Linked DNA regions of Mus musculus: all the other regions are linked to region 1. The links are chromatin contacts, called in public promoter capture Hi-C maps. All regions are on one chromosome and are shown on one strand. Each heading gives the region's core, a stretch centred on a gene start, on an enhancer-like site or on the middle of the called end of the contact. The rest is flanking DNA. Distances are from core to core; before and after follow the strand shown. Region 1 holds the start of Per2 (period circadian clock 2). Region 2 holds the start of Mterf4 (mitochondrial transcription termination factor 4). Region 3 holds the start of 9430060I03Rik (RIKEN cDNA 9430060I03 gene). Region 4 holds the start of Gpc1 (glypican 1). Region 5 holds the start of Otos (otospiralin).

Region 1 (2,747 bases), core at 180-2,679:
CCTGAGCTGCGCCACTTATGTACCAATGAATCACACCAAGATGACAGTGACAGATAACTGCAGCCACCCACAGTACCATTCCATTCGGGCACACTGTACAGCTACCATTAAAATAAAGGAGTCCCTGGCTTTCTTAGATTCCAACAACGTACACAAAGTGGTGCTTTCCATATCTTAAAACACACACACACACACACACAAAACCGACTTTTTTAAATTAAAGCCTTGAGGCAGACAGACTCTGGTTATCAGACGAATCCGACCTAGACTCCAGAGACTAAGACAGAGTGGACATGCTTCCCTTCAGGTTTGCACCTCTGGTAAGCATGTGGACCAAGGAGGAGAAACAGATCCTGAGACTGCCAGGCCTGGTTTTTACAGTGGTACAGCTTGCCAGCCTGTGGCTGTGCCTCTTCAAGCTAGGGGTTACCCTGGATGATTTCCAGGGAGCCTTCTGGCTCCCTTGTTCCGTATGAATCAGCTTTCCAAACTGGTTCCTTGTGTATACGTTACAGAAACCCTGGCAACCAGGGTTCTTGCAGAAGAAGCAGGCCACCGCCCACCTCTTGGTCCATGTCTGTGCTTGGCAGCCAAGGTATGTCTCAAAGGATGACGATGTGACTGCTCCAGCTTAAGAGTGGACCTCTCCCCCCTCTCCTGACATACTCCCAGTCCATCTGGAGACAGGAAATACTGGCGTGGAGGATGCCACGGAAATCAAAGTGGGTGGACAAAGTGGTCTCCCTGACATAGGGGCGGGGAGGGGCAGGTGTGGCTTGGCACTGGGTATTTCTCTGTTTAACCCCTTTCCCACCGCTGGGAGTCAGTGCCTACCAGTGGTCCTTCCCCCAGGGCCAGACTTGACTCTCTGAACTCATAGCAGGAAGCCAGCTCCTTAGGGGACCCTCTGGACCCATCCTAGGAACAGTTTGCACTGACCCTGGCTTCCTTGGACAGCACCATGGGAGTCGGCGTGCTCAGTCTGGTGTCGTGATCACTCAATGTCTCTGTGTCCTCGGACAAGATGCCTAACTAATCTCTCCGACCTCAGTGCCTAACCTGAGAAATGGGGACAGCAGTGTGAACCTGGAAAAGGGTCACCGCGCAGTTCCATCTACATTCTGCCGAGTTGCAGCCGTTTGCACAGTCGGCAACTCCTGGCTCAGGACCCCAGCTCCAGCTGTCCGAGCCGCCGGTTACGTAAGACGACCACGGCCGTCCAGGTCCGCGCCACCGCCCAGCACCGCGCCACCGCCCAGCGCCGCGCCACTCACCGCTTCGCCGCGTCAACCCGCGCGTCTGTCCCTTGCTCGGCCCGTCACTTGGTGCGCTCGGCCTGCGCCGCAGCCGCCCGGAGCCGCTAGTCCCAGTAGCGCCGCTGCCGCCGCGTCGCCCTCCGCTGTCACATAGTGGAAAACGTGACCGCGCGCGCTGAGCCCGCCCCTGCGCGCGCCATTGGTCGGAGTGCCACCTCATTTGCATACTGGCGGGGCGGAACCTGAGAGCTACGCTCATCAATTGGTGGAGACGCCCGTCGCTCTCTTTACATAAGACGCACATGGAACTCCATGTTCGCCGCCCGGGTTCCTCAATGAAGATGCTGCGCGCTCTTGCGCCCCCCCGCGCCCGGGCGAGTAGGCTCGTCCACTTCCGGCCTGCGGGACTTCCATTCACCTGGCACGGCGGTGGCCCGCTCGTGCAGCCCCGGAGTGGCGCGTACCACTGCGGCGCGGGGGAATGGTGCTTGGCCGCTGCGCAACTCACAGCCGGCAGAGACCAGGGCCACCGGCCTATCACCTGCGACGACGTGACCAGCCTCGGTAATCCGAAGGACCGAGAATGCTCTCTGCTGACACCTTTCGCTCATCCAGCCCAGTTCATTCATTTCCCCTCTCATTCATTCATGGCGAGACGCTTGAGGGCAAATAGGACGGCCCCTCTGGATCTGCTGCTGAGCACCTTCCCAGGACAGGCTGGGTGACCCTAGGACAGGCCCCCCAGGCTGACCGTCATTCCAGATGGGCCAAAGCACAAAACTCCCACTTAGCCTTTCTTGTTTCTGAAACTGCGTGTTGCTAGTTAGTGTTGATTCAGGAAATAAGGTCATAATTGCCGTGCAGAGATACAAAGGAAAGAAGTGATTTCTTCCTGCCCTCAATCACATAGGGAGAGAAGACTGACGTTCTACAGGGAAGCTTAACCAAATGCGGTGGTGTAGTTTATTAACCTTACAGGAACTATGGAAGCGGGGTGTGCATCTGGAACAGCAGGGCTTTTCTGAAGTGGAAGCTACAGACACTAGCTAGTCAGGGGAGGGTACTCCTCCAGTGATAGGACAGCCCTGCCCCTGTGGAACCTTGGTTGAAGCTATTTGGTTCTTTCAAGAGCACTGTCTGGAAGCCTACTAAAGCGTTCAGGCTCCTGTCCAAAGGGTCAAAGGAGGGAGTAGAAGTTTCCTCGGAGCGGGTTTGAGGCTGACAGAGAACAACCTAAAGACTCATGCAAGGTGTGATGGAGAAGGCAAGCTTGTCACGTCTTCCAAGGGTAAAAAGGTCATTTGTCATTGCCAGGGAACTTGAAGCCTAGTAGCATCCACTACTCTGAATCTTCCCCTGGGGTGTCCTAGGAACCAGGAATGGAAAGGAGGCAAACATTAGCAACAGAAGTCTGCTAACAAACTGAGCTGCTGGTGTACACAGCCGGCTAACCCACATTCAAGAATTCCGTGTGGGAGCTACTTCTTTCTG
Region 2 (2,747 bases), core at 102-2,601, 1.8 Mb after region 1:
GGCTGGACATCCCTGCTAGGGTAAGCTATTTTCTCCCTAACTGACTCCTCTCCCTCTATAAAGTCTGCTGCATCTTATACCTTCTCCAAGGCCAAGCTTCCGAAGGTAACTGGAACGCCTCTTCATCTGCATGCTAGACAGTTTCAGCAACTGGGGATTTTTCTTCAAGGCATTAAATACAGGCTCTGGGTTCAACCCCAAGAGTAGGAGTTCTGAAACTATACCCAGCAACTGTTGAGGATGGACACTTGGCTGTATACTAAACAAGCTGTGAATGTGGGCTTCAGCAAAACCCATGTCCTGGAGGGAACGGATGACCTTTTCAGGCTCCAAGGACTCAGGATCCACACAAGGCTTCTGTTCCTCATGAAGACACTGAACAAGTCGTGTCCTGTTTTCTGGTTCCTGCATGTACTTTTGGGGTGTAATGCTGGAAAACTCTTGAAAGCTTCCTCTACCGGGCACTGTAGTCAGTTTGCAAGACAAAGAAGGGCTCATCTGTTTCTGTTCTCTGAGATGAGGGGTCTGCCTAACCAAACAGGCCCAGGAGAGGGCCAGTAGACGATGCCACTCAGGAACCTGTAAGGCAGAGCAAAAACAGAATCAGTCCCACCTCAGAATAATGACCACCACAAGATTACTGAGCCAGTAACCTTGAACCTCAGCTTGACCCTTGGCCCACAAAAGCTAACAGTTTTTGTAAACAATCTGTAAAATCTTCTCTGGGTCTAAAAAGTCTCCAAAGAATAAAAGTAGCATGCAAACGACCGCACTTACTGAAGATATTGAAGCATAAGCAATATCTACATACTGAAGATACAGGGCACGAGCAATAGTATTTGGTTGAAAATTCTGAACCTCAGACTAGCCACCAGACAGGTACACTACCTAATTTCATTCCAACAAAGGATAGTTTTGTTTTGTTTTTCAAGGATCCCTTCCATTAAAAGAAGAATATTTGGGGGAAGGAATCTGTCGATTTGTACACAGTAGCCCCAGGTGTTGGGACTAGCACATAACAAATTAAGCACAGAGCATCCGGTGCCCGCCAGAATGGTCTCAAACACCCCGCTCTTGCCGCTGGTGGTGGTCCAGGCCTCCCTAGCCATTAGGCAGCACACAGCCGAAACTCCGGAGAAGCCAGAAGCTATTCTGAGGGCCACACTGTCTGTGCACACGCCACCCGGGAGCGCTACTGCCACAAGGTGCCCAGACCGGAACACCAAGAACCAGCGTCAGCGCCTCCTGAACGTCCCGCCAACAGCCGCTGTGAGCCCGGGACCTAGGGCAACCTCACCTGCCTTCCCAGCGAAGCCATGGAGACCAAGCGAAGAACAACTGTGAGACCGGAAGAGGCGGTCCTTCCTGGCTCACAACGTCCGGCCTCCGATCTGTGTCCGCCGAACTCCCGGGGTGTGGCGTTCTTTCGTTCCGCAGCCAAGCCCTTGATCCCAGATGCTCGTGCCCAGCACCTGCAGCTTGCAGGTGCAGCTCCCTTTAGTTGGGCATACTCGGTTGCATGGTCTCTGCCAGGAACAAGCAACACTACCTGGGTTTTAAAACTGCTCTTCAGAGTACAGGTGAAACCAAACTACCCCGAAGCGCACACCGTCGTTTTCTGTTGTGAAACTACTTTTACTGGGGCCGGGGGAGGAGGGGAGAATATGACAAAAAACAATCACCTGTGTTAAAGATAGTACAAGGCCAAATAAGATAACGCTGTGATTGTGGAATTAGGATCCTGCAGACCAAAACCAAATTATCATGGATTATTCTTAGCCTTTTTGAAATCCATTCATCGTCCACCTGTCTAACTTAACAGCTTTGTGACAATGAATACCTTTAAAATATATTCCTAGACCAACAATGGTTTTCACCAATCCAAAAGCCAATAGCATCACTAAATAATATCTAAAACTGAGTTAAGTGTTTTCCTAGTTTTGCCTTATCCTTCCTATCTGTGGTCCCCACCAATGTGTCTGGTAAATGCCTTGATTTATGGCTTTATTCTCTAGCTAGTAATATCTCACCTAACTTCATCCATGGTGGAGAATCTTTTGGAAAAACCAAATTTGTGTTCCTGGGCTCATCTTTGAGGTAAGTAGGTTTGTTTGTTTGTTTGTTTGTTTGTTTTTTAACTTTATCTGCATTTATTTTATGCTGAATTTATTCACGTGCCATGAGTTTTTGTTTCTTGTTTCTTCTGGGATATCCTTTTCTTCTGTGCAACCTCCTCTTCTGGCTTTAGAATGATCTGTTCCCTCTCAGTGAGGATCATCTCAATGTGGCAGGGGGAGCTCATGTATGGGTTAATCCGGCCATGAGCTCTGTAGGTTCGTCGGCGCATCTTAGGTGCCTTGTTCACCTGGATGTGTTCAATGACAAGAGAATCTAAATCTAAGCCCTTAAGTTCAGCGTTACTCTCTGCATTTTTAAGCATGTGCAGCAAAAATTCAGCACTCTTTTTTGACCACCGACCAGCCGCATTGTTTGGCCTGGGCGCACCTACTGACTCCACCATTATAACACCGGAATGGCACACATTGCTTCTTTAAAGTGATGTCCTTCAGATACTTGGTGGCTTTGCAGATATGCATACCCTTGATGGCCTGGGCAGATTCCCGGGTGTTCTTAAAGTGAACACGAAGGTTTGAACCTCTTGATTTGCATGATTTTGGGGGGTTTTTCTGGGTCAAGAGAGTAGCGAAACATCTTGGCAGATGACCTCTGGCTGCTTACAGGAAGAG
Region 3 (2,747 bases), core at 107-2,606, 1.5 Mb after region 1:
GGGTCCACTAGACTAACATTTTATTATTGGCTGTCCCTTCCCCTCTCAACAGTGTCTGTTTTGGTAGTAGCTCCAGTAACATCTTAGGAAGTCTCTGAGGAAGGCTACTCTACCTTACAGCTTACAGGAAAGATCCTTAAAATGCCTGTCCCCCTCAGGCTGCCCAAGGAACATATCTAAGCCTCTATGAAGTGGGCTTTTCCCAGCTGACAGAGGTGTTAGAGATCTGCTGAGGGCTTGGAGGCAGCAGGAGCCCCACACCCTTGCCCGGAATTCCACAACACCGTGCATCTTCACAAGTGTCACCACATGCTTGTCTTGGCTCTCGGAAGAGGCCTTTTGAGGGCTGCCATAGTACTGAACTATTGCTCTTTGATGTGCATCACCCCCAATGACCTCCAGGAGGCGCAGTTAAGCTGTGGGTCACTCTTTAAGATCATGGGGACATTTCAACTAGACCCTGCCTTCCACGGTCTGAGGAGTTCCAGGTGCCTAGCTGAGGCAGGGATGAAGAATAGGCACCAGGCTGTTGCTTCTCAGGGCAGCCCTGGTTTTGAAGAGTGAGCATAGACCACTGTGGACACCGAGAATGTCAAGGGCTTCCAAGGAGTGGCACTCCAAAGCTCTGGGTACCACCAAGATCTGAAAGTCTGCCTTCCCTTACTAGGCACCTTGGGAAGGTGTTTAGGACACAGGTGGGGACTCTATGAGGGGTTTTAGTGCTTGTGATGTTAGGGTTAAGAGCTCACTGCCCTTGGTATGCCAAGCCCTGTAGTGGCAGTTCCTACTGTCACCTGGCCTGTAGTGGCAGTTCCCACTGTCACCTTGCCTGCAGGACTAGCTTAACTAGGGTGGGAGCAGGCATTAGGGCTTGGCAGGATCTTGGTTGTCAACCTGACAGGAACTTGAGCCACCCAGGAACACCAAGAGTGTCTGTTTTGAGAAGGATAACCGAACTAAGCAAAACCATGCTGAGTGTGGGGAGCACCATCTGGGCTGGGGTCCCAGATGAATAAAAAGACACAAAGCAGAATACCAGAAGTTGCCTCTGCTTCCTGACTGCGGGTGCCCTATGGCCAGCTGCCTTGTGTTCCTGCTGCCTACTTCCCACCACAATGGACTGCGTTACTTTTCGTGAACCAAAATAAACCCATCTAGTTGTTTTAAATCAGGTATTTTGTCATAGCAATGAGAAAAGTAACTTATACAGAATCTTTATAGAAGGGACCTTAGAGGGTCCCCTTACCTCTTCCACCATGAGGCTGCAGCAAGATGACCAGGCATGAACCAACCTCTGGAGCTCCAAGACCTTGGTTTTGGACTTGTAGCCCCCAGAAGTATCAGGTGAGTGTCTGTTGTTTATAAGCCATTTAATATATGAAGCAACCCAGATGGGAACTCCAGGTTCCTGGGAAGAGCTGAGGCTCCTCAACAGAACTCCTCTTCCACGTCCAGAGCGGCAACGTGCCTGCTGAGCAAACTATCTTTGGTGGCAGGGAAGGGCTGAAGGTGGACCCGGCAGATCCAGAAGGGCAGGTTGGGTGTGTTTGTGTGAGAATGTCTCCTTCCTAGGAGACTTTGGCCCCTCTACTAGCCCAGCCCCTTCCCAGCACTATTTCCTGTTCCAGGGTAGTGGGTAAAAGCTTCCCTAGGCTGTGTGCTGCCCAGTCTTGGCTGCCCTTCTCTGACCTTTCTCACCTCTCCTTCCTCCTGAGCTCAGTCGATTTGGAAGGTCCAGAGCCTCTAGGGTGAGTATGGAGTCCTGGTCTTGAGAGCACATGGTCATGGAAGGGCAGCATGGGATAGGAGGTGAAACAGGGTGGGCTGGGCTGCTGGAACCTTGGCAAGCATCAGGTCAGCCAGTAGCCCCATGCTCTGCTACTGCACTCTCCCGACCCCCTCTTCCCTCCCTCCCTTCCCCTATCTGCTCTTCTTTCTTTCTTCCCCCTCACTCCTCCCACCCATAAGCATGCCTTACTAACCTGCAGAGCTCCCTAGGTATGCCTCCCTGGCTTCTTTTGGTACTTGCCAAATTTAACCCCTTTTAGCCTGGAAGAATCACCTTATTCTTGGAAACACGCTGCAGCCAGCCTCTGGGCCCACCACAAAGCCCCGGGTGGAGCTGCTTTCTCAGAGGGCCTTTTCTGCTTTGGTAGGGCAGGCAGGCTGACCTTGCTGGCCGGGAGCATTTTCTGCACGTCCCCCTGGAAGGGAGCTCAAACTTCACCTGCAGAACTTTTAGTCATCCACTTGGTGCTGAACCCCCAGCTACCCTTTTGTCCTCAAACAGCACCCATATAATGCTGCCTTGAGTCTGGGCCTGTTGGCCCTTTGTCTCAGGGGACACAAGGGTGAGGCTCTGTCAAGAATGTGTGCAGTTCTTCCACCCAGACCACAGCTCAGGCTAGGCTTACTTTCAGCTCCTGGGATACTTGCTCCTTTGCAGCTGGCCAGGAGTTTACCTGCCAGAAAGGCATGCCTAGCTTTGGTGCCTATGGTGAAGGCTTCTGGGCCAGGGACCAGTGGCTGTGCTTTGTGGCTGCCCAGGGTCTGGAAAGGTGTCATGTCAGGACACCTGTGTTTGAACCTATGATTGAATCCTAATTGATCTGGGCTTGTCCCTCACCCTCCAGGACCAGCGAGGATACTGAGCAGGAAGCCTACTCAACTTTCACACCGAGTCTTCATCTCCCAACCTCACTTCATCCTGAAGACACTAGAGTGTCTAGGTTGGTGGCAGGCACACT
Region 4 (2,747 bases), core at 139-2,638, 1.4 Mb after region 1:
TGTCCTGGCCAGGACATGCAGTGGACAGGGGTCCGTGAGTCAGGAGCAGTGTTACAGTAGAGGGATGTGAGGATATCTGCTCCGATAGATTGGTTTTCCATTGTTACTCTCAAGCAATGACTGCAGAGATTAATTGGATCACTTTCCTAGGAGTTAGGACAGGAAACCCACCCCCTAAGGTGGACAGAACCCCTGACGGGAGGACATCCTGAGGCATGGGTGATTGGGGGTTTTGCCACAAACCTGCAAAGCCCTGATTCAGCTGAATCCAAGAGCGCTGCACTCTATTGACACATAGTGGTAATCTATGACTCTCAACCATAAACCACATCTCGCTTTCTTCCCATTCCCAGATTAGGTATCTAGATTCAGTCTAACCTCAGCTATGATGGCCTCTTCATAGGATAAAGGGAACAGCAGGAGGGATAGTGCTGCCCGGCAGCAGCTAAGCAAGAAACTCCAGACCCAGCACCATCACCAGCTCCCAGGTAGGTCCCAGGTAGGGTCCCTTCTCCCCACAATCATCCCTGCAGCTGCGTGACAGTTGGTGGTCTGCCACACCTGGCCTGGAGTTGAGCTGCCCAACATTAACTCCTCGCTCTATTCCTTTTGCCAGAGGTCACCTACCACGCTGCACCCAAGCCTACAGACCTGCCTCTGCCCCATTGCTCTAGCACCTAAATAGTCACGAAGAGGGACCGTAACAGTCGCTGGCAATCTGCATCAACTGAAGTCATCTGAGCTGATGAAGGCTAGTTTTTTTTTTTTTTTTTTTGGCCAGTTTTCAGCCCCCTCATCCTCCTCCAAAACACGTCAGACGAGAACTGGAGCCGCTCAGGGGCGGCTAGAAAGGGCGTATGGATGTAGGAGTTGTTGCTGGGGGGTGGGGGGCAGCAGGTGAGTAGGGAAGTGACCGGACCAGGACTGAGTAGTAGAAGCGCTAAGAGAGCAAGCCGGTAAGGTGAAGGATGGAAAGGAGCAAAGAGATGCCGAATTCGGCTGGGGGCGGGGAAGCTCCTGATTGGCCAGCGGAGGACGTGATGTCACGTCCGGCGAGGGAAGCCCTGCCTCAGCTGCCCCCCCCCCCCGCCCTGCCCCCGCCCCCACAGGTGGTGCCGCCGCCCTGGGTGCTGGGCTGGGGGGGACACCTTAGGGGACCCCGGACTCGGCCTTTGCACTCCAGGCTCTCCCCGCCGCCTCCCATCTCACCCAGGCAACGGAGCACATCGCCTGGGCTGAGAGAACATTCCCTCCTCTCCCTCCGGAGAGCGAAGGGGCGCCCGGTGCGCCCCGATCGTGCCCCGCCTCGCCCCGCCCCGCCCCGCCCGGGCGCTCCCCTCTTCCCGCCCGCGCTCCCCGCCCCTCCCTGCCCCTCTCCGCGGCCGCCGTGGGGCCGGGCGGGCGGCGGGGGAGGCGCCGAGCCGGGGCTGCGCGTTCGCCCGCCGCGCTCTAGGCGGCCCGACTGAGCGGCCGGACCTCGCGCCTCGCGCCTAGCTCCCCGCGCCGCAGCCGCAGCCGGCTTTTGTTGTCTCCGCCTCCTCGACTGCCACCGCCTCTGGACCACGAGCGTCGCGCGCTGGGACCTTGGCTCTGCCCTTCGCGCACACTGGGCTGAGCGGGCCGGCCGGGACCGAGGGAGGCGCGCACCGGCGGCCAGGGAGCCTCGGGCCCCGCCATGGAACTCCGGACCCGAGGCTGGTGGCTGCTGTGCGCGGCCGCCGCGCTGGTCGTCTGCGCCCGCGGGGACCCCGCCAGCAAGAGCCGGAGCTGCAGCGAAGTCCGCCAGATCTACGGGGCTAAGGGCTTTAGCCTGAGCGATGTGCCTCAGGCAGAGATCTCGGGTGAGTAAGGGCGCTGCGTCCGGGGGCACCGGACCCTAGCACTCGGGAGGTCTGATCTGGGCCCCTACCCGCGCCGCAGCTAGCCCCGGGCGCCAGAACCCGCCGCCTGGACTTGGAGTGGCCTCCTGCTCCTCAACTGGTCTATACCCCACGGCCCTCGCCCCCGAGCTCCGATCCGCTCTGTTGCTGCCCAGTTCCCAGCCACTACGCTCTAGAGTCCCTTCCCCATAGCAATCTGCGCTCCCTTTGGGTTAGGGTTGTTGCTGGGCGTCTTTGGTCCCCGGCTTGGCCCACTGTGCTGGCGGGGCAGCAATCCCAGCTCCGGGACAGCGTGCCTGCCGCCCTTGCGGCGAAGCAAGCGGTAGCTCTGGGACGGTCTATTGGGTCGCATATCCCGGTTGCAGTGGGCTAGGAACTTCTCTATGCGGATCTCTCCCAGAGGCGTCAAGGGTTCTGCTTAGGAATTTACGCGGATCCACAGCAGGAGCCGCCTAGGTGGGATTTATGGGGGAGATCCTACACTTCAAGCCTGGGTTCTAAGGAAATGTGAGCCCGCTGCGCGATTCAGGGGACCCCAGGGCTCGAGGGGATTCCTACCTAGGAACTTGTGCCCGCCAGCGCCCCTATCCTAGCACACTCGTGGTCTGACCGGGCGCTCCGGGCCGCCTGGAGCTGCGAGCCCAGCTGCAGGTGGTCGGCGTCTTGGATCCCGCCCAGGGGCCTTGTCATCTCTTTGTAAGAAGAGCGGCCCTCCTGGCGGCGGCCTCGGCCCTGCAGCTGCTGAGAGCAGCCCTTCCCCTCCCTTCCCTTCCCTGCTGCCTCAGGAGCTCTGGGAACCGAATCTTTATGAGCTTGGAGTGCCTATGCAATGTCCCAAGGACCTCCCAAGCCCCAGGCTTTGCTCTT
Region 5 (2,747 bases), core at 139-2,638, 1.2 Mb after region 1:
GTTGTTCTCTGACCTACACATACACACCTGGAACACACTGCAAACACATACACAATAAGTAAATGTCATTTTTTTTAATGGTAAATGCCTTCCCCAGGGCCCTTGCATTCCTACATTTGATGGGAATCCCAAAACACTGGATTCCATCCTTTAATAATTGCTAGGATTCCTTCTAAAATTCAATGCTTGAGGGCAGGGAAGAGTTCGAATTCTCAAAAGCTCCCAAAGGTCGGGCCCAGGAACAATACCATATAGGATGGGCAAACTTGAAACCTGCCCAGTGACTGCTCAGAAGCCTGCATGATATCCAGTGCATAATATCCCGCCCCACACAGAAACTCGGAGGGAACCTCCAAGGTCTTAACAGTCTGTCTGCTTGGATTCAAGAGATGCTTAGATGTATAAGGCCACTCTGCTGGACAGAGGCCCCTTGTTATCTCCCGTGGCAGTCAGCTTGAAAAGGACCCTGTGGTAACGAACGCCAGGATTGGGAATGAGTCAGAGGTATCTGGCGCCCCCTGCTGTCCATCCATGGACACCACATCTGACTAATAATTACTCCTTGAGCCTCGCAGATGCCCCTGCCTGTACTCTGAAATGCTAGCGCAACCCAAATTCATTCTCCTAGAAGGCAGAGCCCAGAGTAGCTTACCATCATCCATTGAGCTGTCCCAACATGGACACAGGCAGGTGCTCATAATTTAAAGTCTCAAGGCCACAGTTCATCGTGCCAGTGTGTTTTCCTGCATTCTTCTCTGCCACGGAATGGTCCGCCTGTGTTTTGCACTGTTCATACATCCCCGAGCCCCGCAAAGCCTCGGAAGTGGCTTATAACTGATCCTAGAGTCACTTCCTGTTTCCTGGACCGTGGCCAGCATAAGTACTGGGGTGTAGGGGGTGATGGCTCACAGTCTGCCTTCTCCTCACATCTCCCAGACTGACATCTGCCCTAAGTCCTCCGTCCCAGATGGCAGCATTGCCCTCCCGCTTGTGCCTGCAGAGTACCCGGGTGTCCCAGGGACTGAGCAGTACCTCACTGACAGGGCTGGAGTCTTCTGGCTGGATTCAAACCCAAGGAGAGTGGCGTCATGTGACCACACAGAGCTGGGATTCAGAGGTTCTAGAAGTCATGCTGCCCCTTGTCCCTCTAAACATGCCCTGGTAGACACATTTCCTTTGGGAAGTGCCATCCCTGCTCCTACAAAGGAGGGGGGCGCAGACTTCTAATGTCACCCATGTTTGTCCTCAAACACACACATCCCTATCGGACTTTTAAAGAGCTTAACTAAACATGTTACCTTGGACATGAAAAGGGAGAATTCTGGGAGCGTGTTGAGCTGACTTGGCAAAGCCTGTCAAGGTGGAAGTCCCTCCACGCCACCACAGCTGATGCGGGTGTGGCAGCTTTAACAGGAAATCTAGAAGGGCCTGGGGTGAGACAGCCGGTCCCAGGCTGCTTGGAGAACAGGCTCAGAGCTTGGAGTGGAATGTTTCTGAGATGGCCTCCAGGGGGCGCCATGCTCACAGGCTCCTGTGCAGCTGGCCCACAGGACAGGGTTTGTGTTCTGGAATAATCAAAGTCTCCTTCCATGTCATAAGACTGACCGCATACGGATCTGAAGCTGAAATGTGAAAGCATGTGATCACCTTCTTTTAAAATACCTCGTTCTTTTCCTGAACTGACCATAGACTCTCTGAAAAGGTCCCAGGTCAACCCCGGCGAGTACCCCTTCAGAAACCACGAAGAATTGACCTGGATTGGGATGAGATGGGGTTGGGGGGTCCTAGGGACTCCAGTGTGGCTGAAAGAAATACAGGACGCATGGTTACATTTGAATTTCAAGCGACCAGCTTTTCTAGCGGAAGTTTCATGTCTCAAACATCTCCAGGGATCTGTCCCCCAACCCACCCACCCCCAAATATTCACTTTAGGTGAAACACTCATCTTCCCAACACCATATGCACACACAGGTGTGTACACACTTACAATGTGCACAGACAAGCAGGTGTCTATTGCTGTCATCCCATAGAGTATGGGAAGAGGCGGGCTGCTTTGGAGGCTGAGCCTGGGATCAGAAGGCAGGAGCAAGATAGGTGTGGCGCTACCTGAGGCCACCATCTGGAATCAATACTGCACCCCCAATACGCACAGAGAGCATCTGGGTTCCTGGGGGCTAATGGATCCAGAAACCAGCCCAGGCAGAACTGAAAGATCTTGCTGAGGCCAAGGATCCAGGGATTGCTATAGGCCCTGCCCTGACTGCAGGAAGCTCCACTGGTGGCTTCTCGGTGACATAAAGGGTTAACTGAACCACTGAGCCAGGCATCTCACTGGGAAGTTGCCTGGTTCACCACAGCTGCCTCCCTGAGAGGTGGAGTACATACCCTTCCCAGCAAGGAATATTTAGCTTGTGGTCATTTGCGACCCCCAACAGAAGGATGGGTCTCACATGGCCCATGGTTTTTTGTTTGTTTGTTTGTTTGTTTTTTCTCACAGGATTCTTTGTCATCTGCATTTCTCTGCATCATGGGAAAAGATTCCCAGGAACCCAGGAAGGGCTGGTGTTGACCCTGGGCTGTGAAGGATGTCATCTGAGCTTTTCCCACAAGGGCTTCACCACGTCGGACATGCTGACACAAGCCGAAGGATCTGCCTTGGACTCCAGTCAGGGGACAGGATACCAGAGACACAGGTCAGCAGCAACAGGAGTGACATCAATCCAGTGCCATACAGGCCCATTTACTTA

Evidence for each region. Promoter capture Hi-C pulls out the DNA fragments that hold promoters and counts their contacts.
Region 2: a promoter capture Hi-C map of liver shows a contact between it and region 1, with 6 times the contacts expected there. The contact joins the promoter of Mterf4 here to the promoter of Per2 in region 1. A contact is called at or near these places in 4 of 39 promoter capture datasets (liver, neutrophils and pre-B cells).
Region 3: a promoter capture Hi-C map of pre-B cells shows a contact between it and region 1, with 6 times the contacts expected there. The contact joins the promoter of 9430060I03Rik here to the promoter of Per2 in region 1.
Region 4: a contact with region 1 is called in a promoter capture Hi-C map of embryonic stem cells, with 5 times the contacts expected there. The contact joins the promoter of Gpc1 here to the promoter of Per2 in region 1. A contact is called at or near these places in 4 of 39 promoter capture datasets (the 3T3-L1 cell line, embryonic stem cells, hippocampal neurons and 1 more) and 2 of 115 datasets of contacts at active chromatin or transcription factors (embryonic forebrain and embryonic stem cells).
Region 5: a promoter capture Hi-C map of pre-B cells shows a contact between it and region 1, with 6 times the contacts expected there. The contact joins the promoter of Otos here to the promoter of Per2 in region 1. A contact is called at or near these places in 14 of 39 promoter capture datasets (the 3T3-L1 cell line, the C10 cell line, the HPC-7 cell line and 8 more), 2 of 484 Hi-C or Micro-C datasets (CD4 T cells and CD8 T cells), 6 of 115 datasets of contacts at active chromatin or transcription factors (embryonic forebrain, embryonic hindbrain, extraembryonic endoderm stem cells and 3 more) and 3 of 9 other capture datasets (adipose tissue, embryonic stem cells and liver).

The regions. Positions count from the first base shown.
Region 1 is chr1:91,457,899-91,460,645 of GRCm38.p6, forward strand. It overlaps Per2 (period circadian clock 2), which reads right to left and starts at 1,430. Exons shown (of 23, transcript NM_011066.3): 1 at 1,275-1,430.
Region 2 is chr1:93,304,528-93,307,274 of GRCm38.p6, forward strand. Mterf4 (mitochondrial transcription termination factor 4) reads right to left here and starts at 1,352. Exons shown (of 4, transcript NM_178051.4): 1 at 1,298-1,352; 2 at 81-579. The coding sequence starts at 1,318. Gm28535 (predicted gene 28535) reads left to right here and starts at 1,437. Exons shown (of 3, transcript NR_151531.1): 1 at 1,437-1,580; 2 at 2,016-2,097. It also overlaps the pseudogene Gm7867.
Region 3 is chr1:92,949,234-92,951,980 of GRCm38.p6, forward strand. It overlaps 9430060I03Rik (RIKEN cDNA 9430060I03 gene), which reads right to left and starts at 1,357. Exons shown (of 2, transcript NR_015525.1): 1 at 1,247-1,357. It also overlaps a transcript of Gpr35 not described here.
Region 4 is chr1:92,830,257-92,833,003 of GRCm38.p6, forward strand. It overlaps Gpc1 (glypican 1), which reads left to right and starts at 1,389. Exons shown (of 9, transcript NM_016696.5): 1 at 1,389-1,841. The coding sequence starts at 1,676. Gm29481 (a long non-coding RNA gene) reads right to left here. Exons shown (of 3, transcript XR_003947946.1): 1 at 2,439-2,747.
Region 5 is chr1:92,647,453-92,650,199 of GRCm38.p6, forward strand. Otos (otospiralin) reads right to left here and starts at 1,389. Exons shown (of 5, transcript NM_153114.2): 1 at 1,299-1,389.